Linked DNA regions of Zea mays: region 2 is linked to region 1. A link is a contact called in public Hi-C data. All regions are on one chromosome and are shown on one strand. The core of a region is the stretch at or near the end of the contact, and the rest is flanking DNA. Distances in the headings are between cores, read along the strand shown. Region 1 holds the start of LOC100217180 (Amino acid kinase family protein). Region 2 holds the start of LOC100285704.

Region 1 (3,310 bases), core at 231-2,730:
TGTTAGAATTATAGACATTTTCCGTATCATTTTAATTCCATAAATTAACATTATGATGATGATATATAAAAGATAATTAACCATAGAAATCATGATCTCAAATATATCCATAACAATATGGATCATGAGAACACAAAGCATATGAATCATATAAATCATATAAATACGATAAACATATAAACTGACTGAACAATTGAAAATAAACAGATAGAAACATAAACAACATGACTGTAAAATCAAAACAAACAGATATAACATATTATAATAAGGCAGAACAGATAAGATAAAATCACTACATATGAAACAACATAGATGAATATATGAAATATATATAATCTGCAGAACGCAAAACAGTAAGTAAATAAACTGACCATACCCTCCCATGCGCTCTAATGATCCAGATCCTTGTCCAGCTTGAAAGGTTTACGCGGTTAGTGAGTGCTAAAAATTAACGCCACGCCTGCCACGCCACGCCTGACGGCGGCGCGCGCGCGTGTGGCACGCCCTTGTCCGTTTCTTGACTTCTCAAGCTAGGTGGAATAATTCTCACCATATAAGTCAAGCCAAAAGACCATTGGACTTCCAATATGGTACTATTGGTATTCTCTATCATTACACAGTATAGAGTTTATTCAATAAATGGGCCAAGCCCATAAAAGATCCAACAAAATATGCTACTAGGGATGATGTCATGGTGATATTGCATGAAATCGTCCTTGAACTACACATGAATAAACTAGTTAGGGTGATCCTTAAGATTAACTTTCACATGGGTGACATATTTAGATAAGCAAAACAATATGAAGATGAACACACATGTAGTTGACATCTTTCCATTTCTATTTAGGACTCGTTTGGTTGCGTCTAGATCGAAAGTGATTAAAGGGGATTAAATCATTCTCTAGTCAAAATTGAATAGAAGGAGATTTAACCCCCTTCGATCCAGACGCAACCGATAAGGCTTTAGGACTTGTTCGGTTACGTCTGAATTGAGGGCTTATTTGAATGCACTAGAACTAATAATTAGTTAGCTAAAAATTGTTAGTGGATTTAGCTAGCTAATAAATAACTACATAACTATTAACTAATTTACCAAAAATAGCTAATAGCTGAACTATTAGCTAGAGTGTTTGGATGTCTCAACTAATTTTAGCCATTAACTATTAGTTTTAGTGCATTCAAACACCACTGAATAAGGTTAGATAAAACTAAATCTCTCACTAGTCAAAATTAAATAGAAAGAGATTTAAATTTCGATAAAAAAAATTCAAAGATAACGTCGCGTGGGAGTTCTCACGCACTGTAGTCCCTTGTGGCGCCTTGTGCTACTGTTCGGCATGTATTTGGGCCAGCTGTCTACAAAAATTGAGCCCAAATCACATTTTCGGCCAAGTTAATCCAAGTCCATTAAAAACGAAAATCTCTCCCCTCCATCATCCTCTCCTGGGTCCTGGCTTCTCCTTCCACTCCGGAGATCGACGGCTGCTTGCCGCACTCGCGCTCGCTCCCACGGCCGGCAACCATGGCCGCCGCCGCTGCCGCGGTGCCAGCCACCTTCCTCTCGGGCCTCCCCTCTCCACGGACCCCGTCTCCTGTGCTCCACTCGCCCGTACAGAGAGCCCATCCCGTCGCCGCTCCTCTCTTCCTCTCCGCCAAGCGCCGCGCCTATGCCTGCGCCGCCACGGCCTCCGGCTCCTTCTATTCCTCCAACTCAGGGTACGCAGCTTTACATCCCGCCGGAAATACATATAATAATTGTGCCGTGGGTGATGGCATGTGTAGCCGGTGGCCCGCTGCCCGCGTGTGTGGTATGCTGATTTTGTTGGGATGTTAGACGAAACGCATGTTCCTTGGACGTTTGTTTCCTCAAGCGCTAGATCATTAGCAGCTAATTGAACAGTTCAGGGCTACAAATTCGACTGGGTCTATGTAATTCTGGATTACGTTTCGTCATTCATCTCATGTCTATTTGTTTCTCAGAAATCAAACCTCACTGATGCCGTCGTTCAGCTTTGCATTTGACGAAGGTTCTTCTAGTTCCAAAAGGCTATATAGATGGAAGAGGGTATTGCTTAAAGTAAGTGGAGAAGCTCTTGCCGGCGACCACACAGAAAACATCGACCCAAAGGTTAACCTTCTTTTGGTGGAGCATGAGCATCTTTAAATACTGTGATAGCAGACGAGATTCATGTGAGTGGGTCATGGAATTTAATGTAAATGTGTGGTCTATTGCAGATTACAATGGCTATTGCAAGAGAGGTTGCTTCTGTCACCAAGCTAGGTGTAGAGGTGTGTCCTCGACCACCGTTCATTTATTTCACATCTTGGACTACTTGGTTAAAGATTTATAATTAGTGAAGTAAAAAGTGCATGTACATCTTGTTAATAGTATACATTAATTCAATGGTTAGATTCTGTTGCGTTCCTATCAAATGATCTTGGATGTGTATCTGTACTCTGTGTGTGTCATTGCCTTTTGTTTTCTCTAAAGTAATCATATAATGTGCATTAAAACATGTGAGAGCCCTTGTAGGTTGCTATTGTTGTTGGCGGTGGCAATATCTTTCGTGGGGCCTCTTGGGCTGGATGTAGTGGTCTTGACCGCTCATCTGCAGATTACATCGGGTAAGATGTTCAATGCCTTGTATATTTTCATTCCCTTATTCTATGCTCGGCTGTTAAGTTGCCTTCAAAAGAAGTTGAGATGCAATAAAGTGAAACAAAAAGAGAGCCCCATATCAACATATTTATGTCATCCGTATTAACTTCTTGGACGGACTGATCGTATTCACATCTAATATTCAAGCTGTGTGTAATTTTTCTACAGTATTCCATCAAAATAGTTTACTGAGTGGCAACTGGCAAGCATGAATACATTTTAAGGAACTTGCAATTTTATCAAAAATTCAAAACTCCAGGCGACTTGTAGTTTATTAATTATATTCCCGTAGCATTTTGTGACTCGACTGCCCATTTTGGAAGGCATTATTGTGACAAATCAGTGTTCTTAAGACGTTCTTAAGGCGGTAAGGTGAGCAAGTAAACATGATCACCGTCTTAGCGCCTAGGCGATGCCTAGGTGGGCAAGGGAAGCAAGGCACCAAGAATTCTCCGAGCGCCTGGATGCCTAGGCGTCGCCTAGGCGACACCTTAAAAACACTGTGACAAACAGTTTTGTAGTTTTGGTAATCTTAAAACAACAGTACATCTTATGAAGCTTTCCTAATTCAGCATGTTGGCCACTGTGATGAATGCTATATTTCTTCAAGCAACAATGGAGAGCATCGGAATACCGACCCGTGTCCAAACT
Region 2 (3,310 bases), core at 481-2,980, 160 kb before region 1:
ATCCGATCCTTCACTAGCGCATGCAACTTTAGAAAAAAATAAAATAGGCCAACAAAACTAGGTTCAAATTGAACTACTCCCCCAAATATTAAGAATTGTTGGTGACCAAACTATTAATTACTTACAATAGCTATTTAGCAACTTGCTAAACATGAGTTAAGAGAGCTTCTTTAGAGAACTAGTGGGGTTGCTCAATGAAACATGTGAGGGTAGCTAGACCGGTAGAGGTCAGCGGTTCTCAAGCCAGCGGCATATATATTTTTTTTGGAAATATAAACTTATTTCTAGAGACAGCTCATCTCTTCCAAGTCATCTCTAGAAGACATGATCGAAAAACCGCCTCTACAAGGCAAGAACAACCTAAAGTAGAGAGAAATGCCGCCAAAAAAATGAAATCTGTAGAGATAGGCCGGATAGTTTTTACATTTCTTTATTTTTGTTTGTTTAAAGAAGCAAAGGGTGTAGTACACTTATCTCTGAGGCTGAAAGAAGTAGAAATGGAATTGATGTCGTCATTTCTTGACAGCAAAACTATTCCCTGAAAGAAGAATAACTTTACATGAATGCTAGAAAAAAACAAAATGCTCCTAGCCAGTTGATATATTAAATATCGCATTCCCTTTTCAGAAAGAGAGAAAACAACGCGCATTGGAATCTTGACGCCTTCAATTGTGCATATCATCTATGTAATCTTCATCTATCTTGATTCTTCTTAGACCTGTTTGTTTCAGATTATAATCTCTCTAGATTATATAATCCAGCAGTTAAACAAACACCTAGATTATAGGTACATATTATATAATCTAAAGTCCAGATTATGATAATCCCATAATCTTCTCAAAGGTAGCTTATTTTGAGATTATTTTTGGCAAAACACTCACTGCCCATGGTTATGTAAATAAAAATTACAATATATGTCATACTTTCCTCACCTTAAATAAACAAACAAGAGTATTGTTGTCTTTATGAATAATCTACATTTGTATAATTTATACTACCAAACAGCTACATATAAATTATAATCTATCTAGATCTGGATTATATAATTTAGATTATAATCCAGATTATATAATCTATAAGCTAAAACAAACATGCCTTTAGTAGTAGATTTAGCTTTTAGTGTGAGCTATTTCTTAATTTGTCCTTCCAAAACATGGTGCGAATTGCGATGAACATGAAAATCTTATTATGTACGTATATAATATATCTTTTGTAGCGTCGTTCATGGTTTATCGTATACCAAAACTTGTTAATAAGCTGGATTTCAGAATACCATTTAAATTTTACATTCTCGGAGATGTAAAGCCTGCTGATGAATTTGTTAAACTTTCTGACGACAGAATTTTGGGCCTTTTTCACATTATAGTTCTTAAATTAGAACTGGCTGTTGTAATATAAGAGGAGCTTGCGCATGCATCAGGTTCGAGTAATGTCACAATAATCTTAACCAAACCGCTTATTAATTAATTAGGGCTTTCTTTCATTTCCAACAATATATTATATATATTCGAGTTGATGTAACATTCCAATAAATTAAAGGCTCGTTTGAAGGGCATCAATCAACATGAGGGAATAAATTAAAGGCCTCGTCCATATATATCATGAAATTGTTCTAGTTTGTCCGGCAATATAATCCTGACCGTCCATCACCTGCCCACCTGTGCGCGCGGCGTGGGTCGGCCGTCATCGCGGGCTATAAATAGGTGCGCTCCATCCTTGCAAGCAAAGCAAAATCCGGCCCGGCCCAACACTAGTAGCGTAGCTGAGAGCCTGAGACGATGGCCGACTACTACCACGGCGGCAGGGCCATGTACTCCAACACTGACGAGTGCTATGACGCCGGCAGGCACGGCGGCAGCGTGAGGGCGTACTCGCGCACCGACGAGTACTACGACAACGTGGACGACCGCATGAGGAGGCCCGCGTACGGCGCCGACGACTGCGGCTACGGCGGCAGGCAGACCGCCGTGTACGCCGACGAGTACTCCCGCGGCGGCCGCTACGAAGGCTACGGCGTCGAGCAGGAGCACTTCAAGAGGGAGGAGAAGGAGCATAAGCACAAGGAGCGCCTCGGCGAGGTGGGCGCCCTCGCGGGCGGCGCCTTTGCTCTGGTAATATATATAATACAGTTACCATATATATATGTGCATGCACGATCTATATATGTGGTGATGTGTTGTTGATGGAATATAATATGTGGAAATTAGTACGAGGGGCACCGTGCGAAGAAGGACCCGGCGAACGCGCAGAGGCACAAGATCGAGGCCGGCGTGGCAACGGCGGCGGCGCTGGGCGCCGGCGGCTACGCGTACCACGAGCACCGCGAGCAGAAGGAGGCCCACTACGAGAGCAGGCAGCAGGAGCACAGGGTGCCGCACGGGCACGGGCACGGGCACGGCTACTCCTACTACTGCGACTGAAACGACTGATCATCCCATCGATCGAGATATGCATGCAGAACTCGATATATATACGGCCCCTAGCGCCGTACACGTGCGTGCGTGTAAGTAAATAAGAGCAAACGTCGTCACGTGTGTGTTGCTCGATCACTACTCCATCGATCTACTTATTATCGTCTGCAAATAACGACTAAGCGCATGCTTCTGCAGCGTGTAACGATCCATCACTGTTACTATATCTAATGATGCATGCATGCAATTAAGCTATATATGTATTCTTCTATGCGTGTTAATAATGTCAAACGTAATCTCACAAAGCTACTCTATACAACTAGCTAGCTAGGTAGTATATATCTCTATCTATCGTCCGGGGAAAAAATATATGATATATTCTACAGCTTCACCATCCGGTTCAGTTTTTTCAAGGATTGCCCAAATTTATATAATAAAACTATATATAAACTTTTAAACAAATTCAGAATATAAAATCGCTTTAATGAAAAAATATGCTTTCATGATATATATATATATATACCAAATTCCACATGGTTGCATTGCATGCTACGAAGACATGCACCTTTTTTTGGGGAATTTATTTCGTCGAGCGACTTCCTAAACCGTTGATGATAGCTAATCGCTATCAGAAAACTAAACGAATATACTGTTTCCTAAAAAAATTCTATAATCATCTGTACTAACATGCATGGGCATCTAACTAAGTCTTCCAAGTTGTGACGAAGGCTTATCCTCCAACTTAAGCATTCCTAGGCTCCTAGCTAGCAGGTAAAACAGACGTCATACGAACTCCGCTTTATTTCAATGATCCATGTACTCATGAAAAGCTAATTCTATAAGCTAACCAGTGGGTTTGAGTTTATGTCAAAATTTATCTAGTAGAGTCATCAAAAATT

Evidence for each region. A called contact is a pair of places that touch in the nucleus more often than the background predicts.
Region 2: a contact with region 1 is called in a Hi-C map of leaf, with 5 times the contacts expected there. The contact joins the promoter of LOC100285704 here to the promoter of LOC100217180 in region 1. A contact is called at or near these places in 4 of 25 Hi-C or Micro-C datasets (ear and leaf).

Annotation. Positions count from the first base shown.
Region 1 is chr8:163,118,705-163,122,014 of Zm-B73-REFERENCE-NAM-5.0, reverse strand. It overlaps LOC100217180 (Amino acid kinase family protein), which reads left to right and starts at 1,480. Exons shown (of 7, transcript NM_001143541.1): 1 at 1,480-1,716; 2 at 1,981-2,128; 3 at 2,236-2,289; 4 at 2,534-2,625; 5 at 3,232-3,310. The coding sequence starts at 1,523.
Region 2 is chr8:163,277,786-163,281,095 of Zm-B73-REFERENCE-NAM-5.0, reverse strand. It overlaps LOC100285704, which reads left to right and starts at 1,730. Exons shown (of 2, transcript NM_001158595.2): 1 at 1,730-2,111; 2 at 2,208-2,666. The coding sequence starts at 1,779. The coding sequence ends at 2,420.